2 separate regions of the Mus musculus genome follow, and region 2 is linked to region 1. A link is a contact called in public Hi-C data. All regions are on one chromosome and are shown on one strand. Each heading gives the region's core, a stretch centred on a gene start, on an enhancer-like site or on the middle of the called end of the contact. The rest is flanking DNA. Distances are from core to core; before and after follow the strand shown. Region 1 overlaps Mvp (major vault protein). Region 2 overlaps Zfp771 (zinc finger protein 771).

The links. Hi-C and Micro-C count contacts between places; a contact is called where the count stands out from the background.
Region 2: a Hi-C map of muscle stem cells shows a contact between it and region 1, with 2.3 times the contacts expected there. The contact joins two enhancer-like sites. A contact is called at or near these places in 2 of 39 promoter capture datasets (erythroid cells and liver), 4 of 484 Hi-C or Micro-C datasets (CD4 T cells, embryonic stem cells, muscle stem cells and 1 more), 4 of 115 datasets of contacts at active chromatin or transcription factors (embryonic stem cells, extraembryonic endoderm stem cells, microglia and 1 more) and 2 of 9 other capture datasets (adipose tissue and liver).

The regions. Positions count from the first base shown.
Region 1 is chr7:127,006,817-127,013,381 of GRCm38.p6, forward strand. All of the region lies in intron 1 of Mvp (major vault protein), which reads right to left. Among named protein-coding and RNA genes, the nearest start is that of Mvp, 4.5 kb to the right of the region's middle. Within about 2 kb of position 2,060, at least 296 of the 459 cell types and tissues checked have an H3K27ac peak or open chromatin away from gene starts, as enhancers often do. A contact at or near this core is called in embryonic stem cells, erythroid cells, liver and 3 more, where this site is marked.
Region 2 is chr7:127,249,941-127,256,425 of GRCm38.p6, forward strand. Zfp771 (zinc finger protein 771) reads left to right here. Exons shown (of 3, transcript NM_177362.4): 3 at 3,865-4,932. The coding sequence ends at 4,677. Among named protein-coding and RNA genes, the nearest start is that of Dctpp1, 7.5 kb to the right of the region's middle. Within about 2 kb of position 4,316, at least 368 of the 459 cell types and tissues checked have an H3K27ac peak or open chromatin away from gene starts, as enhancers often do. A contact at or near this core is called in embryonic stem cells, erythroid cells, liver and 3 more, where this site is marked.

The sequences.
Region 1 (6,565 bases), core at 810-3,309:
AGATGCCAGATCCCTTGAAACTGGAGCGTCAGACAATCGTGAACTTCCATGTTGGGAACTGAACCAACTCAGCAGCTCAGCTTTTTTTTTTAAGTGCTGGAGACTGAACTCAGGGCTCACTTGAATGACAAGCATTTTACCAGCTAAGCTAACTTCCCTGGCCCAATGCTTTTCTGTTTTTTTTTTGTTTGTTTGTTTGTTTGTTTTTTCCGAGACAGGGTTTCTCTGTGTAGCCCTGGCTGTCCTGGAACTCACTCTGTAGACCAGGCTGTCCTCAAACTCAACAATTCACCTGCCTCTGCCTCCCAAGTGCTGGGACTAAAGGCGTGTGTCACCACCGCCGACTACAATGCTTTTCTGATATGCTTCCCATGTTAAAGGGAGGAAATTTTGCTTGGGATGGCTAAGCGCTGCCAACTTCACAATGTTTAGAATCTCCCAGGAGATGGTCCTCAGGGCATGTTTCTAAGGGAATTTTCTACAGTAGGTTTAATTGATGTGGGAAGACCCAGCCTAACCACCACTCTGTGGGCTTGGGGTTCATGCTGACTCAAAAGGAGAAATCTGAGGACCAGCATTCAGTGTTTCCTGATAGCTGGTGGGTACAGTGTGACCCGCTGCCTCAGGTCCTGATAGCTGGTGGGTACAGTGTGACCCACTGCCTCAGGGTCCTGCTGCCATACCATCAGGCATGCTGACTGCAACCTCAAACAGTAGTAAGATCAAGTCCATCCCGAAGTTGCTCTGAAGGGACTTTGTTTGGAAACACATAAAGCAGGGAACAACTGCCTCTTTCTTTAACCCTGCAGCTTCGATCTAACCTAGAAGCTGTTCTGGGTTCCCTTTTCACAGGAGGCTGAGATCCCCGATTCTCAGGAGGGTAGCTTTTCCAGGCTTACAACTTGCCTTCTGACTTCCAGGCTCTGTCCTGCCATGTTGTCCAGTCCTGTCCATCCGGTGTCCCATCTCTCCTCTATGCCCCACCCTGCCCCCAAGCTGATCCCTCTGCTCTGAGTCCTCCAAGCCACTGCATATCCGGCTCAACTTTGCCTCTATTCCAGTTGCTGCAGGACATGAAATGGAACCCTGTTCCAGGAGAGCAACATTCAAGACTCTAAGACTAAAGCCACTTAAACTAAGACCCTCTTTTTTGTTTTTGTTTTGTTTTGTGTGTAGCTCTGGCTGTCCTGGAACTGGCTATGTAGACCAGGCTGGCCTGGAACTCAGAAATCTATCTGCTTCTTTTTTTTTTTTTTTCCAAGACAGAGTTTCTCTGTGTAGCCCTGGCTGTCCTGGAACGAACTCTGTAGACCAGGCTGGCCTCGAACTCAGAAATCCGCCTGCCCCTGCCTCCCAAGTGCTGGGATTAAAAGTGTGCGCCACGACGCCCTGGCTCTATCTGCTTCTTGAGTGCTGAGATTAAAGTTGTGTACCACCACCGCCATTGGACACCTGACCCTCTTTGGATGAACGACCTTACAGGATGTCCTTTGTTCCTCTATCTGCCTCCTCCATTACCAAATTGAGATGACTAATAGTCTTTTCCCAGCACGGTGATGACACGTTTGTACAGAAAGCACCCACAGCCAAGCCTGGCTCTTTACCAGTACAGTGTTTACTACTGAGAATAGACAGGGCCCAAGGCCCAATTTTCCTAACCCACTGAGGGGTGTAGTCAGGGCCTCCTTCCCCATCTGGCATTAGGGCTGAACCCTCACTTGTCTACTGGTCAGGTAAGGCTTCGCACACCAGAGGCACAGCTATGCAGGGGCTCCCCACAGTTGGGTACAGCATCTCTCCAGGGGCTCCAATGCAGGTTCACTGCAAGGGAGAAGCCAAGCCAGGAAACCAGATGGGACAAGAAGAAGGGCCTGTACTGCCAGCAGGGTTTGGAGGCCCCACCCGGAAGAAGAGAAATATAGAAGGTCCTGTGAGGTGGGAGTAGGCTCCAGGCACAGCCTCTATTGGCTCCACTCCCCAAGACTGAGGCCTCTCCACCATCTGTCACCCCAGCTGGGAACAGTCAGGGGGCCTGAGAGCCTCTCCCAGCTCAGTGACTCAGCAAGAGCCTTCCTCAAAGCTAATCAGGCTGGGTTCCGGCCTTGTTCTGAGGCCAGGCCCCTGCTTCGGTACAAGGGTTCCATCTCACTTCCCTGTCCACTCCCCTACCACGCCCCATAGCTCCCCCACCACTGAGACTACCAGTCAGTTCCCTTGGAGCAGGCATCGCCTTTATGCCTCTGGCACTTAGATTTGTGACAAGTCTCACACTCTGGCAGCTTACTCGATGATGTGCACAGTTCCAGCCTTTTATTTCTGTTATTTCAAGGCCCTCAAAAGACACAGTATGCCAGGTGTGGTAGCACCTGCCTTTCGTCTCAGTATTTGGGAGACAGAAGTGGGAAGGTATCTGTGAGATGGAGACCAGCCTGGTCGACATAGTGAGTTACAGGCTAAGAAGGACTACATAATGAGAATGTGTCTCAACAGAAATGAAGAAGCCAGTGGCAAAGGGTTGTCTATGGCTGCCCCAGGTCCGGATGCCGAGGTCTGGCTCCAACTCTTGCCGGCTGCACCTCTCCTTTCTGCCTTGTGCTGAGCCCTGCTCCCTGCCGGCTCTTGCCGGCTCTTGGGCACACGTCTAGTCTGGCCTGCTCGGAGCCACAGCTAGTCCTCAGGTAGCAGCAGAAGCTGGGGTACAGTCTGCTGTGCAAAGAGGGGTGTGTGAGGCCAGGGTGCAGCTTGGCTTACTGGTCTCCAGTGCACGACACAGAACGAGGGCAGGCTGCCAGCCCCAGGTTTTGTTCTGAGACGTCTCACTCTGTAGCCCAGGCTGGCCTTGCACAGCAATCTTTCTGTCTTCCAAATCCTTAGAGTGAACTACTACGTCTGTTCTTTCCCTTTTTCTTTTCCAGATAGAATCTTGCTATGTAACCCTGGGTAGTGGATTACTACTATGATGAAGTCTATGAAGGCTTCGAACTCAAAGCAAGCCTCCTGCCTCGACTTCCTGAGTGCTGAGACTACTGGTATGGGCCACCATGCTTGGCTTCGTTCCTTTTCTGGCAACTCAAAGGCAATGTTGATGTATCAGCCAAAATCAATGAGCCATGAATCATCACATTTCAGGAATTTTCAAAATAACCTTCGAATGTCTGGCATAGGGAATCTAAATAGCCAGTGGCTGGTTCACAGTGCCTCACTGCTCGTGGTCCGCAGGGAGGTTTTCTTTTTTGTTTTAGTAGTAGTAGTAATTTTGAGACAGTCTCTGTAGCCCTGGCTGTCCTGGAACTCACTCTGTAGACCAGGTTGGCCTTGAAATCACAAAGATCTGCTGGCTTCTGCCTCTGGAGTGCTGGAATTAAGGGCAAGTATTACCACTGCCCAGCTTAGTCTTTTATTATTTTAACTATGTGTCTGTGTGGGAGTGCTCATGTGAGTGCAGGGAGTTGAACTTCTGTAAGAGCAGGACCAGCTCTTCGTTGTCAAGCCATCTCTCCTGGACATTCTTAAAGCTGTGTATCTCTGGAGATTTGGGGTTTCTTTCATAGAGGGTAGGGTCTGAGCACTGATTAATTTTTTAAAAAGTTCTCACAATGACTCAAAGATTGAGAGCCACTGTAGTGAGAATTCTGGAATTGTGGTTTCTTTAAAAATACAGAAATATTTTAAGAAAGCACTTTTGTTTTAATCCCAGGTGTGGGGTGTGGGCTGCATCGGACCGTCCACAGCAGCTGACTATGATTTGCCTCGTGCTCTAGCAGAGGCATGGTTTTACCAGCTGCAGATAGTTTCTGCAACTGTGTGACATTTGGAATTCTGGGAACTTTTCAGAGGGTACATAAATGCTAGCACCCCAACAAGCGTGGGTGGTTGTTGGCTTCATTTGGTTGGTTTTGGTTTGTTAGTAGTCATGCTCATAAAAGAAACAAAAGTTCAATTCAGGGATCTCTCTCCTCTCTCCTTTTCTCTTATCTAGTGGTAGGGGGTGAAATGGGGTGGAGGGGAGGATAAAGGGTGGGGAAAAGAACCCACAAAGCAGCAAAGACCAGCTATAAGCCATCTGGAGGTGATGGTGACAGCACTAGCCCAGGCTAGCCTGGGTTACCCAGAGCGATGCTGGTGTGTGTGAGTGAGCTGAGTCTAGTGGTTTATGCTTATAATCCTAGCACTTAGGAAGTAGGAAGAAAACTACAACATGAAGGACTGAGATACAGAGCAAGTTTTCAGCTAGCTAAGGCTACAGAGCCAGGTAAATCTCCAAATTTAAGGCCAGCCTGGTCTAGAGTTTCGGGATTGCCAGGGCTGTACAGGGAAACCCTGCCTCAAAAACAAAACCAAACCTCAACAACCAGAAACATTAGCCTTGTCACAGTTCTGTTATTGCAACCTTGGCTCTGAATCACTCCTAGCAACCAAACTTCCTCTGCTGGACTGAAAAAGTTGCAAAGGTGTCTGTCCTAAAGCTACAGGTTTAGGGAGGGGAAGGTCCATCTCAAACAGTCCAAGCTCAACAAATCTGTTTACATCTGGAGGGCAAAGACCAAGACCTTTTCTTCTTTCTCAGGTGGGTCCAGGGTAGCTGTGAATTCACTGTGAAGCTGAAGGCCTCAAATCTCCGCCTTCAGGAGAACAAGACCATCAACTCAGTGGCTAGCCCATTCCAGCCTCCCTCCATTCCTGTGACTGCATCCCACTTTGAACAGCCCCTCTCCTGTGGGTGACAGTTCCAGTTGCTCTACTTCACCTTAAAATCATCACTGGGACCATTCCTGCACCTTCTACTTTAACCATTAACACTGTCACAGGTCTCTCTCCTGCCTTCCTGATAAAAACCCTTCCTCTCCTGCCTAGCTCCAAGTAGCTCCCTTTGTCCCCAGCTGTTCTCTTAATCCTGGGAGGACAGAGAGCGAAGGGGAAGGTGGTGACCCAGCCCAGCCACCAGATGGCTGCCTACTTTGGATTTAAGAAAAGGTCTACCTACATTCAGTATAAGCAGGGCCTGTCCTCAATGGAGTTCTTCCTTGATCCCACCTTCCACCATGTTGGCTCTGGGGCTTGAACCCAGGCCAGCAGAGGCTCAGCAGCAATCTCACTAGCCCCTCCCCCAAACAATCTTAGCCAATCGACAGCTGGAGTGGTAGCCCAGGCTGTGATACTGTATGTAACACAGGCAGGCCAGGCTAAGGGCAGGCTCTGGAAAAAAAAAAGAAAGCCTTAACCTTAACTGTGACACAGTTTGGTGGCCTCACCATGTGCCAAGTGGCTCTGCCCCTCCTCAACAGCCCCTCCCCCCCAAAATGTTACAAATGAAGAGTGTGCAGACTAGAATTAGACTGACTCAGGAGCCCTGATCTCCATTAAGGTTTTCTCTCCTAAACGAGACCTGACTGGGATTTTTCTTTTTTTTTAAACTTTTCTTTATGTAAGTAGTTAGCTGTCTTCAGACACATCAGAAGAGGACATCAGACTCCATTACACATGGTTGTGAGCCACCATGTGGTTGCTGGGAATGGAACTCAGGACCTCTGGAAGAGCAGTCAGTGCTCTTACTCACTGAGCCATCTCTCCAGCTTGTGTCAAGAAGAGTTTTATTGTGTTGTTTAGGCTGGCCTGAAACTCTGGGGATAAAACAATTGCCATGCTTCCACACCTGGCTTCTGACTAACATTGAGTCCTCGTCACACTTTTCTCAGGCCTTACTCCAGATTCACAGAATCAAGGATTCCAGGAATCGCCCACCCTACGTCCAATGCCTTCTGATGACTCATTCTAGCCTTTGAGGTCAAGACCTAGCCCAGCCATACGGCTTGGTCCTGGATGGTTGGCCAGGTTTCCCTGGCGTTCCTGGAGACAGTATGGCTTGTCAGCACCAGGTTGTCAGCCAGTCTCACTGAAGGGGACACAGAGGACCTGTTCCGGTTTGTTGCTGTCCAGGAAATGGCTTTTATTTTTCTTTTTTGTTTTTTTTCAAGACAGGGTTTCTCTGTGTAGCCCTGGCTGTCCTGGAACTCACTCTGGCCTCGAACTCAGAAATCTGCCTGCCTCTGCCTCCCAAGTGCTGGGATTAAAGGCGTGCACCACCATGCCCAGCTGAAATGGCTTTTCAAAGGCGAGCATTTTCCATACGCGGAGCCAGCGAAGTCTTGGCTACACGAGAAGAGTGTGGGATACCACAGCAGGCCTGAGCATCGAGCGCCCAGGATGGCAAAGGTGGTAGCTGTCCTGCCCAGGTGCCCCACCTCAGGGTGGGGATAGATATCCTGTGTGCCAAAGGTATATCCTGTGATGGCCAGCCTCTTTTTCATGTCCCAGGGAGCCACAGGCAGGCAGGGCAGAAGGAACAGCTTTGTCAACCACCATCTCCCACGAGAGCTGGGCAATAGTCACCAATCCCAAGTCCCCAGACCCTCAGGCCGGCTGTCCATTGAGCTTCCTCCTGTTTCTTCCCCTAAAGCTTTCCTCTCGTTCTCATTAAATCTGCACCTCCTGGAAACCAAGCTACTCTTGTGATCGTCCCGCTCACCACCGAAAAGATGGCCAAGGCCCATGGTTCGCACAGCCC
Region 2 (6,485 bases), core at 3,066-5,565, 250 kb after region 1:
TGTCTGGAGGAGCTAGACTCAGACCATTACCACGATTCTTCTCCAGGTGCCCAGGCCGCTCCTCCTGGGCTGGAGACAATGAGGATGATTAGTGGGAAGGGTTTCTTTCTCATGCTTCAGAAAAGCCAGCGTGAGGCCGTCCCCAGGCTGGGCAGTGACAACTTAGAGAAGGGCGCTGGGGAAAGGTTGCAGTGTCACAGCCAGGGCAAGGGAGAAAGTGTGGCCTCGAACTACTTCACACTGGACTTCCCCACAGCATCTACTTTAACATGGAGGCTTTCTTGGAGAAAGATAGAGACTTAGAGAACGGCTTCTGTCCGGCCCTGCTGTGAGGTCAGGGCGAGTGGCACCCTCCCATGCTCTGTCAGCTCAGTCTCTCTAAGCCTTGGTGTTCTCTGCTGTCTAGATAACCCTGTGATCTCTGCTCAGCAGGTGGAAGTAAGCCTGGGCTATATGGCAAGGCAAGAAACTCTCTAAAAACAAAACCAAAAAAAAAAGCAAAAACAAAATAACCCTGCGTAGTGGAACACACTTGTAATCAAACAGTCAGGAGGCAGAGGCTAGATCGTCTATATGTATAAGTTAACCTGAGCTACACATTAAAATACTGTCCCAGCCGGGCAGTGGTGGTGCACGCCTTTAATCCCAGCACTCGGGAGGCAGAGGCAGGTGGATTTCTGAGTTTGAGGCCAGTCTGGTCTACAAAGTGAGTTCCAGGGCAGCCAGGGCTAAACAGAGGAACCCTGTCTCGAAAAACGAAAATAAATAAATAAATAAAATAAAATACTGTCCCACCTGACTGAGGGGTGTCAGGAAGATTTACTGTGATAGCATACGTAAAGCAGTACCATCAAAGCCTGAAGTGAGGGTCTTCCTTACAGAAGCTCCTTTCACAGGGGACATTTCAAGACAGACACACCCTGTCACCGGTGCCTAAAACCTTGAGTGGATTCAGTCATGCGCACACACATTTTAACTAGGTTATTGCTGAGACAGGTTCTTGCTATATTCTCCAAGCTGGCTGAGACCTTGTGATCCTCCTGAGTGCTGGTATTATAGGTTTGCGGTCATACCCAGCCTGTGTTTTTTCCTTTAGGTATATACCTATAATATAATTTAATTCTAAATTAGGCACAATAAGAGTTTAACAATAATAAAATAGAACGATAACAATATGCTATAATAAAAGTTGTTTTAAACTTAAAAGGTGTTTATTTCTGGAATTTTCCATTCAATATTTTTAGACTATGACAGCTAGCAGCTGAAACAGGAAAATCAAGCCACAGTTAAGGGAAGACTATTGTTATTATTAAAACCAGAGTTCTTTTGGCTGATTGCTAATTTCCAAAACTGTCATATCTTGTAGTTCAAAGCTACTTTCTTTGATTTATTATTATTTTTTTTGTTTGTTTTGAGATAGTGTCTCACTGTGCAACCCTGGCTGGCCTGGAATTCTATGTAGACAAGGTTGTTCTTAAATCCACAAGAGCTGTGCCTCCCTCTGTCTGCTGAGTGCAGAAATTAAAGTCATGTACCACCTACCTGGCCCCAGAGCCAGTTTCTCATGACAGAGGGCGATGGCCTTCAGGGTGCTCCACCACAGCTTCTGAAAGGGAAGGTCCTGCTCTTTGTCACTTAGGTTTTTTTATGTTGTTGTCTCCTCTGTAAAAGGAGGGTGGTGGGCTGAATACAAGGCAGCCTGTGTCTTGTCCTGTGTGGCAGGTGAGTCTTTCGTCATGAATTAATGGTTTGTGTGTGTTTATTTTTAAAGACAGGGTCTTTGTTATCCCGACTGTCCTGAAATTTGCTATGTAAACCAGGTTGGCCTTGAACTCACAGAGATCCTTCTGCCTCTGCCTCCCAAGTGCTAGGATTGAAGGTTTGAACCACTAAGCCCAGAATGAATTAAAGTTTTTTTTTTTTTTAAGGTTTATTTATTATATCTAAATATACTGTAGCAGTCTTCAGAAACACCCGAAGAGGGCGTCAGATCTCACTTTGGATGGTTGTGAGCCACCATGTGGTTGCTAGGATTTGAACTCAGACCTTTGGAAGAGCAGTCAGAGCTGTTAACCACTGAGCCATCTCACCAGCCTGGAACTAATTTTGTTGTTGTTGTTGTTTGTTTGTTTTTCAAGACAGGGTTTCTCTGTGTAGCCCTGGCTGTCCTGGAACTCACTGTGTAGACCAGGCTGACCTCGAACTCAGAAATTCACCTGCCCCTTCACCTGCTTCTTACACAGCATGCTTTCCTTCTCCTTAGTTTACTTCTAGAAGTCCAAACTGACTCATTCCAAGCTTCAGAACCTCAGGTCTCAGAGCAACATTTGGCTTTCTCTTCATAGCTTAAGAAAGTGCTTGCTTGAAAACTTTGAAGGGTCTGATCCTGGCCAAGCTGTCCCTGTCCTGGCTTCTGCTTATATTTGCCAAATGGCTGCTCCAGTTTCCTTCTGCAATTCCCTGTGAGATCTCTTCAGTCTCTAGACATTTATACACCAAAAACCTCTCATCGCCAGCCCTGGCTCCTTCCTGCGTTCCATACAGCCCCAAACAGCAGATCATCTCCTCTTCCCCCATCCTCTTCCTCCTCCTTCTCCTCAAAAAAGATTTTTTTATCATGCATGCATGATTTTTTTATTTGCCTGCATGTAGGCCTGCAGGCCAGAAGAGGGCAGCAGATGTCATTATAGATGGTATGAACCACCATGTGGCTGCTTAGAATTGAACTCAGGACCTCTGGAAGGGCAGTGCTCTTAACCTCAGCCATCTCTCCAGCCCCAGATCTTTCTTCTTACCTGGTTCCCCTCTGTACATGGCAACCCTCATCTGTGCAGTTCTGAACTTAAACATCTTAGTTACTTGGACCCAGGCATGGTGTCCCACACCTTTAATCCGAGGAGGAGAGGCAGAAGAAGCAAGCAGGACTAACCCATAGTCATTTTGAATCTCCATACCTCAAAGCCAGTTTGTTGCCATCTCTTATCTCAACCTGTAAAGTGGAGAGAGAAACCAACATCTCACTGGCTCTACTTTCTACTTGCTTCCTGGGCTTAGGCCAAGTCAGATGAGTGCAGTAGCCTCCTCACGAGGCTCCTGGTTCTGTCTTCTCCTTCATTCGGGTTCCCAAAGAGTGTGACCGTCACTTTCCTGATCAAAATTCTCAGAAATCCCTCAGTGATTCTCCATCTCATTTACACTACAGGTCCTTAAATAAGAAACCCTCGTGTTTCCTTCCTCCTGATAACTATTACAACCAAGGGTCTTCCCAGCCTTATGTGTGTCTGCAGCACTCCAGCAATTAACCCATTGCTCTTGTAGGTGGGACTCCTCCCCGGATTCAGTCCTCACAGGTCTGAGGAAATTAGGAGGCAAGCTGTCACTGCTACATTACCAGCACTCGGGTTTCGAAACAGGGGCTCCTTATGTTTTTTTTTGGTTTTTTGTTTTTGTTTTGTTTTGGTTTTTGAAGACAGGGTTTCTCAGTGCAGCCCTGGCTGTCCTGGAACTCACTCTGTAGACCAGGCTGGCCTCGAACTCAGAAATTCAACCGGCCTCTGCCTCCCAAGTGCTGGGAGGGATTTAAGGCGTGTGCCAGCTTGGCCTGGACCTCTTGATCTTCCTGTCTCATCTCTACAATGTCAGACACCTGGCACTTTTTATCTAATGCCAAATCCCCAGTGTCTCTTAACTCTATAACCTAGATCGTGCCCAATAAATTTTGTGAACACAGGTAACTATAATGTCACCTGGTGTTGTGATGTATTAAGTCATTTAAGGAATTGAGGCGCAAAGAGTGTGCAGTGTTCGAGAGACCGAGGTTTCCGCTGGGGCCTTAGGGTTGACCTGTTCTCCCTTTCCCTGCAGGTTGCCAGCCAGATGCCAGCGCCATCGGCCGACCCGGCGCGCCCCCACGCGTGCCCGGACTGCGGCCGCGCCTTTGCGCGCCGCTCCACACTAGCCAAACATGCGCGCACGCACACGGGCGAGCGTCCCTTTGCGTGCACGGAATGCGGCCGGTGCTTCTCGCAGAAGTCGGCGCTGACCAAGCACGGCCGCACGCATACGGGCGAGCGACCCTACCAATGCCCGGAATGCGACAAGCGCTTCTCCGCCGCCTCGAACCTGCGGCAGCACCGGCGGCGTCACACCGGAGAGAAGCCGTACGCATGCGCACACTGTGGGCGGCGCTTTGCGCAGAGCTCCAATTACGCGCAGCATCTGCGCGTGCACACGGGCGAGAAGCCTTACGCGTGCCCGGACTGCGGACGAGCCTTCGGCGGAAGTTCGTGCCTGGCGCGCCACCGACGCACGCACACGGGCGAGCGCCCGTACGCATGCGCCGACTGCGGCACGCGCTTCGCTCAGAGCTCGGCGCTGGCCAAGCACCGGCGCGTGCACACGGGCGAGAAGCCGCACCGCTGCGCCGTGTGCGGCCGGCGCTTCGGCCACCGTTCCAACCTGGCGGAGCATGCGCGCACGCATACGGGCGAGCGGCCCTACCCGTGCACGGAGTGCGGCCGGCGCTTCCGCCTCAGCTCACACTTCATCCGCCACCGTCGCGCGCACATGCGGCGCCGCCTCTACATCTGCGCGGGCTGCGGCCGAGACTTCAAGCTACCCGCCAGTGCCACAGCCGCCACGCCCACCGAGCGCTGCCCGGAGTGCGAGGGCAGCTGAGCCACGGCGGGGCAGCGAGGGGCACTTGGGACTGGCACCTGAATTGTTCCTTCCATGCCTGCACCTGGGTCGGGGTGCTCTGGGACTGGGAGATAGGGAATGCCATACCGGGGTCCCTAGAACCATGCCTCGTCCCCGACTACATTCCCTTGGCCCTTCTGAGTGAATAAAGTATTCTATCCTCACCTCACGATGCCTGTAAGTGAGGTGGGTGGGAAGGGGAACATTAGGTACGGAACCAAATGGGGCAATAAACTAGCCTGGGATTGGGAGACACACACCAGGCTGGCTATGCCTCAGTCTCAGTTCTGAAAAGAGCCATAAACAAGACATGTGCTTGGCTAGATGATTGTGTTTTGCAGTCTTTGAGGGTCGGTATGGCAAAGGTGAGAAATGGGGCCCTGTAAATAGATTTAAGTACTTATGTAAATATATTAGCGCCCTCTCCCCATTTAATTAACCCTAAGCCGACTCACTATACACACCTGGCTTCAACTGGGGATCCTCTGAATCCTGAGGTTACAAACATGCACCACCATAGCTAGCTCCAAACCTCATTTTATCTCCACTTTTGCAGACAGCTAGTGAACGGTACAGCAGGAACTGTGCCATTTGTCAAGGAAACTGATGACCACAGGATTAAAACCAAAACCCTTGCAGAGGATCAGGGCTTCATCCCAAGCACCCACATGGCTTAACAGCCATCCATAACTCCAGTCCTAGGGGACCCAAAGCCCTGACGTCTGACATGGTACACAGACACACACTGGCAAAACATACACATAAAAGGTAGTTTTGGTTTGTAGCGCAAGCTGTCCTTAAAACCTATTTTTTGGGGGGATTCATTTTTTGAAACAGGGTTTGTCTGTATATATATCCCTGGCTGTCCTGGAACTCACTCTGTAGACCAGGCTAGCCTCGAACTTAGAAATCCACCTGCCTCTGCCTCCCAAGTGCTGGGATGAAAGGCGTGTGCCACCACTGCCAGGCTGTCCTCAAACTTATGTCCTTTTGTCTCAGTCTCTTTAATGCTGAGGTTACAGGTGTGCAATGCAACACCGTGCCCCAAAGTGATTTAAATATCATTAGGGGATGGGATGGGGGACAGTGAGCCATGGCATGTGTGGAGGTCACAGGGCAACTTGCAATAATTGGTTTTCTCCCTCTGCCATGTGGATCTCTGGGATAGTTTGGGTCACTGGACATTGGCCTTGATGAGCCATCTCGTAAGCCTGGAAGTACTATTTGTGTTTTTAAAGTGTGTAGATTTGTGCATACTTGAATGCACGTGCTAGTCAAACCAGGAAGATGGAGTGAGATTTGGACCTAGTAGTGTTAAGACATCTGTAAGCTGCCTGATGAGGGCATTGGCAACAAGACTTTTCAGTCCTCTGCAAGAGCCTCAAGTACTAAGTATAGTCGCGCATGCCTTTAATCTCAGCACTTGGGAGGCACAGGCAGATGCATCTCTGTGAGTCCAAGGCCAGCCTGGTCTACACAGCAAGTTCCAGGTCAGCCAACAATACATAGGGACCTTATCTCAACAGACAGACAAAAAAAAAAAAAAAGAAAAAAAAAAAAAAAGACAGCAAGTACACATATCTGCTGAGCACTCTCCAGTTCCAGAAGCCATGTTTTAAGATTTGTCTAGGTGAAGGAAAAGGAGCTGGAGCTCCAGAGACAAGGCAGGGTACAGATGTGATTTAAGTGTCACCATATTCACAGTGGGGTGGAAATGTAAAACTCAGCCTTTAAAAAAAAGATTTAGTGTATGAGTGCTCTATCTACATTTACACCTGTGTGTCAGG